2 separate regions of the Triticum aestivum genome follow, and region 1 is linked to region 2. The links are chromatin contacts, called in public Hi-C maps. All regions are on one chromosome and are shown on one strand. The core of a region is the stretch at or near the end of the contact, and the rest is flanking DNA. Distances in the headings are between cores, read along the strand shown. Region 1 has its middle 83 kb from the start of LOC123072032. Region 2 holds the start of LOC123072032 (F-box protein At1g67340).

Region 1 (2,832 bases), core at 322-2,821, 83 kb before region 2:
CCGCCGTAGCCGCCCGTCTGCCCCCTTCATCTTCGTCCAGCACCAGCCCGTCGCCAGCGTCGCCGTCATCTACCCCGACCGCTTCATCTACTCCGACAACCGCGGCGACATTGGCCCCGCGCCGATTGGCGCCGCAACCGTCGTCGAGTCCTTCTTTGCTGTCCTCTCAAACTTCTTCGACATGGCGTACAGCTCGTGCAGGTCCCAGTCTACGCATGCTCGGTGCTGGCAACACCGCCGCGTGCCTTCGTCCACGACGTGTCCCCGGGCCTGGCAAGCCTGGTGCGGTGCTTCGTCAACTTCGTCTTCGTCCGTCTACGCATGCCCGGTGCTGGCAACACCGGTGCGTGCCTTCGTCCACGATGTGTCCCCGGGCTTGGCAAACCCGCCGCGACGCGTCGTCAACAACATCATCTTCCTGGCGCACCCCTACTTCGACACCACTGCGCCCATGCTAACTCGGCGCCCCCTTGCGCCCGCGGCTCCACGGCGACTTCCTCGACACCGGCCACCCTGACTCGACATGGACCACGGCATTCTTCGCACGGCTACCTCGACCACGGCTCCACCACCCACGCTCTCGGCTACCTCGACAAACGGCACAAAGGGCTATCGCCTTGCTTGAGCAACCTCGTCGGTTGCCACTCCAGCCACGACTCCGCGATCCGTCGACCGTTACGACTGTGGGGGGTGTCCGTTGGCTTGCCTTCGGATTCTTCTCCAGTCTCACCGTCTGCGTCGCTACCGTTGTGACTGCGGGGGATGTTGAGTATAAGATTATTAGGAAGTATAGGATAGACTAGGATTTGGTCATGCCTTGTCTTGTACTCCAAGTTGGTCTTTGTACTCCTATATATATGCCCATGAGGCTCAATCAATACAATCAACTATTCCACTAGTATCGATCTCATGGTGCGGGATTACGTGCACTACAGCGGAGACCTCGTTGATCAGTGGACGACACACGCGTGACACACGCTCCACTAGCAACACCAAAGCTAGCGGCGGCCTGGTGTGCGCGTGGATAGGTAGCTAGCTGATGTGCGGTGCAAGTGCAACGCACGAACCATCCCATCCCATTGCTCAGCTCAATTCGCCCCCAACTTATCGCACATGCAGGTTCATGTGTCTGCTGATTGGCGCAAGTGATGGAGGAGGGCACGCATGCATGCATGCGTGCATGCCAGCTAGGACGGCAAAATATCACGGCCAAAAGCTCGCATCCATGCTGTACTACGTCGTAGAGTACTGCACCAGGTAGGTCTCGGCGATGGGATACGTACGCATACTACCAGTCGAAGATTTCTCGATCAGCAGCCGGCCGGCCGTCAGCCAGTTCTGCTGGATCCGGTGGATGAGGGACGACGGGTGGAGGTTGATCCCGACCCACGCACGCTCGCGAGATCGATCCAGCCGCAGATGTCGTAGGACTACGTACGTGTGGACGTGGACGCGCTCGCTAGGAGATGAGATAGATCCCGTCGTCCGTCCAGATCGGGTCCTCCAGATTCCCCTGCCGATTGCTAGATTGGGTTTTGGCAGGAGCGGTGGCGCCGTGGCACGTAGCGCACGCCGAACGCGGGCACGCGGCTCGGCTTATCCTCTGCCCGTCGCGCAATCCGGCGACGGGGCACACGGGTTGGCCGAAGCCACGGTCCCCGCGCGCCCACTTGCGTCGGCTCGTCTCGTTTCCCATCGCCGCGCTCGATCGATCGAACTCCTCCTCGGCCAGCGGCGTCCCGTATCCGGCTAACCACACGATGTGGATGGGTGGCTCGGGCTCGTGTCACCGCCGCTTCTCCACGTCCGCCCACCGCGGCCTCTCCTTCTCGTGGCGCACCGCTGGCTTCGTCGCTCCTCTGGTGCGTGCGATAGGCTACGGCCGATCTGCCCATGGATGAATGGTGGCTCGGAAATATCGTGTGCATTCTCCGGGGACGTGATGGCTGCGTGCGGATCCCTGCTCTTGTCCACTTGGGGCGAGCGCTGATATTATGGTCGTCTCGTCTCCTGCTTTGATGTGTGATGTGGATGCGGCCATGTTCTTTGCTGGCCGGTCGACGGCAGCTACCTGGCATGTGTATTGCTGTCGCGCTGTGGCTTTTCGGTGTTGTGGAGATAAGGCGAAAGAAGCTTCAGAGAAATCAGTGGTTTCCCTGGCCATCCTTTTGCTCATTACACGAAGATCCCACTCTCGTGTCCATAGACCTGTCTTCTGCTCCTTGCTTCTCGTAACTTCAACTTGAACCATACAAGGCCTAGTGATTCTATGCAGTTCTCGGTGCAGTTGGTTCAGATCAGTGGCGAATCTAGGACCTAATTGCAGGGCAGGCTGAACTTCAAGGATACTAATCTTTTGGCGTTGGAAACCATTTTATGTGCTATGGGTAGTAACATAAACTTGTAAGAGCATTTTCAGCCGTTCGGCCCCTCAGGGCGTCGAAAAAGAGCGGCCTGAGGGTGAGCCGGCGGTAAACTCGGCGCTGGGAGTGGTTGGACACCCAGCCGTCGCCCTCCAGGTCGCCCCCAGACGCCGATTTCGACCCAACTGTGTCCAAAAACGGCCCAATATCTGCGTGAATCGACCCATATTTGGCGCGGTTCGGCGTGTTTCGGTGTGAATATTCGCATACAAATAGAAATCAATTAGTTCGTCACATAGTTCGGCATGGTTCAACGTGTTTCGGCATGTTTCATCACATAAATCAAATAGTTCAACAAATAGTTCAATACAAATTATATAGTTTAACAAATAAAAGCTCAAGTTTCATCACACGTCATTCCCACATCGCCCCGGCCTCGCCCTCACTGGTGGAAAAAGGGCCTTTGGTC
Region 2 (4,160 bases), core at 410-2,909:
GTGGGAGATCTCAAATACTCCTCGCCAAACACTTGCATAATTCCCACTGCAAAGCGCTTGACACACATGATGGCTTGGATCTCACCCATAGCCAAATGATCATCAACTAGATCAGCCGGGATACCGTATGCCAACATACGCAAAGCGGCTGTCACCTTCAAAAAAGTGCTATGCCCGAGCTCTTCGGCGGCATTCCTCCTTTGCTGGGAAAACCGGTCATGGCTCGCTAGTTTCTCTGCAATGCGCCTGAACAAGTCGGTGCTCACCCTAAACCGGCGACGAAAATACGACTCCGGGTATGTGGGATTCTCCACGAAATAGTTCTTCATCAATCTGTTATGTGCATCAATCATATCTCTCCAAATTTTCTCCCGACCCATAACCGAACCACCGTGCTTCGGTTTTTTATTGATATGCATAGCTACGATCATTGCAAGATCCTCCTCCTCTTCCATATCAAATTCTTCTTCGGAAGAATCATACGACGAACTCATCTACAATGTTCAATACTATACTATAAAAACTACAATTCAAAACATGCACCAAAATCAATGAAGTTTGAGCAATACATACCTTGTAGGCGTTTTGTCAAACACCTTGCGGGCGCGGCGTGGCAGCGAGCGCTCGGGCGCTGTTCCTCGGACGACGGAGGCGCGCGGGCTCCGGCGGTACTAGGAGGGGATGGGCGGAAGCGCGGGCGCGCGGGGATAGGCCGGGGAAGCCTGGGACGGTGGCCGGGGTGCGCGGACGGCGGCGGCGGCGCGGCCGGTCGGGGGTGGAAGCGCGAGAGGAAGAGCGGGCGCGAGCGCTCGAGTGTGCCGCTCGCTGTAGTGGGCGTCCGTAATACGCCACGCGGGTAAGTGTTTTTCACCGCGCGTCCAACCCGTTTTAGCGCGCGCGCTGTTTTTGCGCGCCCACTGGAGCGCCCTGACGCGTTGCGCGCGTGCTAAAACGACCTATTTTGCGACGCGGCACTAGTTTAATGCGGCTGTTGGAAATGCTCTTAAGCCTAAGCCTGGACCGAAAGCGTTTATGTCGTGAGCTCAGAAACGCCGCCGCATGCACAGCCCAGCCCGAGTGCCTTCACGTTTCCGTTCAACTTCGACCCGATGCAATAAACGCACGCCCCGTCCAACACTCCACCCATTGCCCGTACTCTACCCTCCTCCTCCAAGTAGAACACGTACGGTACTGGTGTTATGGACTCCCGGTAACGCCACCGTTTGACCACCGAAGCAAGTAAAAATTTACCAACTGAAAAGCACACGCAATGAAGGAGCACTACGTATAGCGATCGAAACTGCCTGGCGTCGTGAATGAATGAATGAATGAACGAACAATAATGCCCTTGTTTCTCGCAGCAAAGATGGCTCTTTTTGAAAGCCCGGCATTCATTTTCCTCCAAAGATAAAGCCCAGCCCAGCCAGCATCGATGCCTCTACGCCTGCAGCCTGCTCCTCACACGCCATCAAGACTATACTCTACCACTGGCAGGGCATGCACTGGCAGGGCATGCAAAGTTAAAAGCGGGACGGATAAAACCAGGACCCGGCTGACAGCCGGGCCCCGCACGCCTCGCCCCCGGCTCACGCAGGGTCACGCACCAAGGCACGGTACGGACCGGAGCTCCCGTGTATAAAACGAGGCGCCTCCCGCTATCCCTTTTCCGAAACATCTATCTCCTCTCCACTCCACCACCGCTTCTCCCCGTCCCGCGGCCGCTCCCTCTCCTCCCTCCCTCCCTCCGGAGACCGGCCCGCCACCACGGCTCGCGCAGCCAGAGATAAGATGAGGACGAGGAGCGGCTCTCTCTATACCTGCGGAGGTGTTGTCGAGCCAGCGGCTCCCGTGGCCGGCCAGAAGAGGAAGCGCTCGCCCGCCGCCGCCGGCGAAGTGTCTGGTGGGCGCCGGAAGCGCCAGGCTTCGGGGCCGGACTATTTGGATGGCATCCCTGACGACCTCGTGCTCTCCATCTTCTCCAAACTCGCCGCATCTGCGAACTCACCGTCCGACCTGCTGTCCGTCCACCTAACGTACGCCCGCGCCCCGCCCCGCCCTTCGTGTTTGGTTCAACTGCTTCTTGCCAAGCAACTCCTGCTGCTTCATGTGTTTGGTTGCCTGAACGTGTTTGTGCCTTTGACGTTTCAGGTGCAAGAGGCTGAACGGCCTGGGACAGCAGGACATGGTGTTCGCCAAGGCCTCGCCGGCGTCGCTCGCCGTCAAGGCGGCGGCGTGGTCGGAGCCCGTGCAGCGGTTTCTCAAGCGCTGCGCCGACGCCGGCAACCTCGAGGCTTGCTACATTCTAGGCATGGTAAGAGTCGACGAACAAATCTTGTTGACTTATCGTTCGGGTTTGACATCCATGCATGCATGGCCGGAGTGTCAGGGATCAAGCGCTGACGAGTTTCTTACGTTTTTGCAGATCCGGTTCTACTGCCTTGGCAGCCGGAGCGGTGGAGCGGCTCTGCTCGCGAAGGCGGCGGTCGGCGGGCACCCGGCGGCGCTCTACTCGCTGGCCGTCATCCAATTCAACGGGAGCGGTGGTGCCAAGTCGGACCGCGACCTCCGCGCCGGGGCGGCGCTCTGTGCGCGCTCCGCCGCGCTGGGCCACGTCGACGCGCTCCGCGAGCTCGGGCACTGCCTCCAGGACGGCTACGGCGTGCGCCGCGACCCGGCCGAGGGACGCCGCCTCCTCGTCGCCGCGAACGCCCGCGAGCTCTCCCTCGCGCTCTCCGCCGCGGCGGCCAGCGCGACCTACTCCTTCGCCTCCCTCCCCATCGGCGCCGTCGCAGGCGGCGCCGGCGGCGTCACCAGCTCTCCTCTCCTCTCCGACTTCGGGTGGAGCCTGCCGGAGGCGGAGCCCCACACGGCGAACCAGTTCATGTCAGACTGGTGGGCGTCGCGTGGCGTGCAGGCATGCGCCAAGAAGACCGACACGGCGGCCACCGGCGGAGACGGCGAGGGCGAGCTCCGGCTGTGCTCTCACATGCGGTGCGGGCGCAAGGAGACGCGGCGGCACGAGTTCCGGCGCTGCTCGGTGTGCGGCGCGGCCAACTACTGCTCCCGTGCGTGCCAGGCCCTGGACTGGAAGCGCGCCCACAAGGCCCAGTGCGTGCCCATGGACCGCTGGCTCGTCGGCGCCGCCGCCGCCGCCCCCCAGCAGTGACCCGCCCCAACGGGCAACCGCCGCGGCAACGGCAACAAGTAGCAGCACCGGCGAGTCCATGGCGCGGCCGGTGGACCGGGCGTAGCGGAGTGAACGGCGGTGATGAATGAGGAAGCGTTTTTCTGGCGTTTTGCTTTCTTTTTGCGGCCGTTGGGTGTCGTCTTGTCAGATGTACGTACTCTACTCTACTAGGGAAGAGGAGCAGACGAGAGATTCTACCGCGGCCACCAAAACTCTAGCCTTGTTTTCTTAATTAGTCCCTATTTTCTTTTTTTAGGGGGAAATTAGTCCCTCTTTCTTTAAATTAAATTAAGTTACTCCGTAATATGAAAATCCTGGATCCCTCTTTGAACTAATTTTCTACTAGAGTTCTACCAAGTGTAGACGTTGCTTCTGTCGCTTTGTGCTTTTGGTGTTTTGGATGGATGCTGTGGGGTGTGGAGTAGAAGAGCAGTGCTCCAGCACTCCATGTACGTGGTACAGCACGGGCTCCTACGCTACGTGCCTCACGTAGCTTATCGGATGAGTAGGCGGGAATCGGTGGCCGCGCCGTGCAGCGCTGCGGCGTCGTGTAGGCTTTGGTTTTGCTCTCGAGGCACGGGACAAGTTGGAGGCTTCCCTCTGGCCGCTGGTGTTGGACCTTGGGAGGTGGAATCCATGTAGGCCACCATAGCCAAAGTGACACCACCCAGCCGGCTTTTGTTCTTATTTCCTTTACTTTTCTGTTACCTAGGCAGGACAGGGCAGGGCCATGGATGGAAACAACACACAAGATGATGACGATGCTACGTAGTACTACCACGACTAGCCAGCCCGCTCTGTTTTTTTATATGGCTCGAGCACGCAACGGCGTACATCTGTACGTGCACACGAGTAGATTCTCAGGGTAGAGTACAGTTCGATTTCTCTGGTATTCTATTCAGAACGTATGAATCATTGAACGGACGAGTGCCGAACCTGTTGACCCAGCGCGGCCAGCACAACGGGACACCGT

What was found. Hi-C and Micro-C count contacts between places; a contact is called where the count stands out from the background.
Region 1: a contact with region 2 is called in a Hi-C map of leaf, with 4 times the contacts expected there. The contact joins the enhancer-like site here to the promoter of LOC123072032 in region 2. A contact is called at or near these places in 2 of 5 Hi-C or Micro-C datasets (both in leaf) and 1 of 1 datasets of contacts at active chromatin or transcription factors (leaf).

What each region holds. Positions count from the first base shown.
Region 1 is chr3B:726,613,565-726,616,396 of IWGSC CS RefSeq v2.1, reverse strand. No RefSeq gene overlaps it. Among protein-coding and RNA genes, the nearest start is that of LOC123072032, 83 kb to the right of the region's middle. Within about 2 kb of position 1,571, at least 7 of the 8 cell types and tissues checked have an H3K27ac peak or open chromatin away from gene starts, as enhancers often do. A contact at or near this core is called in leaf, where this site is marked.
Region 2 is chr3B:726,529,152-726,533,311 of IWGSC CS RefSeq v2.1, reverse strand. LOC123072032 (F-box protein At1g67340) reads left to right here and starts at 1,659. Exons shown (of 3, transcript XM_044495593.1): 1 at 1,659-2,033; 2 at 2,149-2,311; 3 at 2,423-3,522. The coding sequence starts at 1,789. The coding sequence ends at 3,166.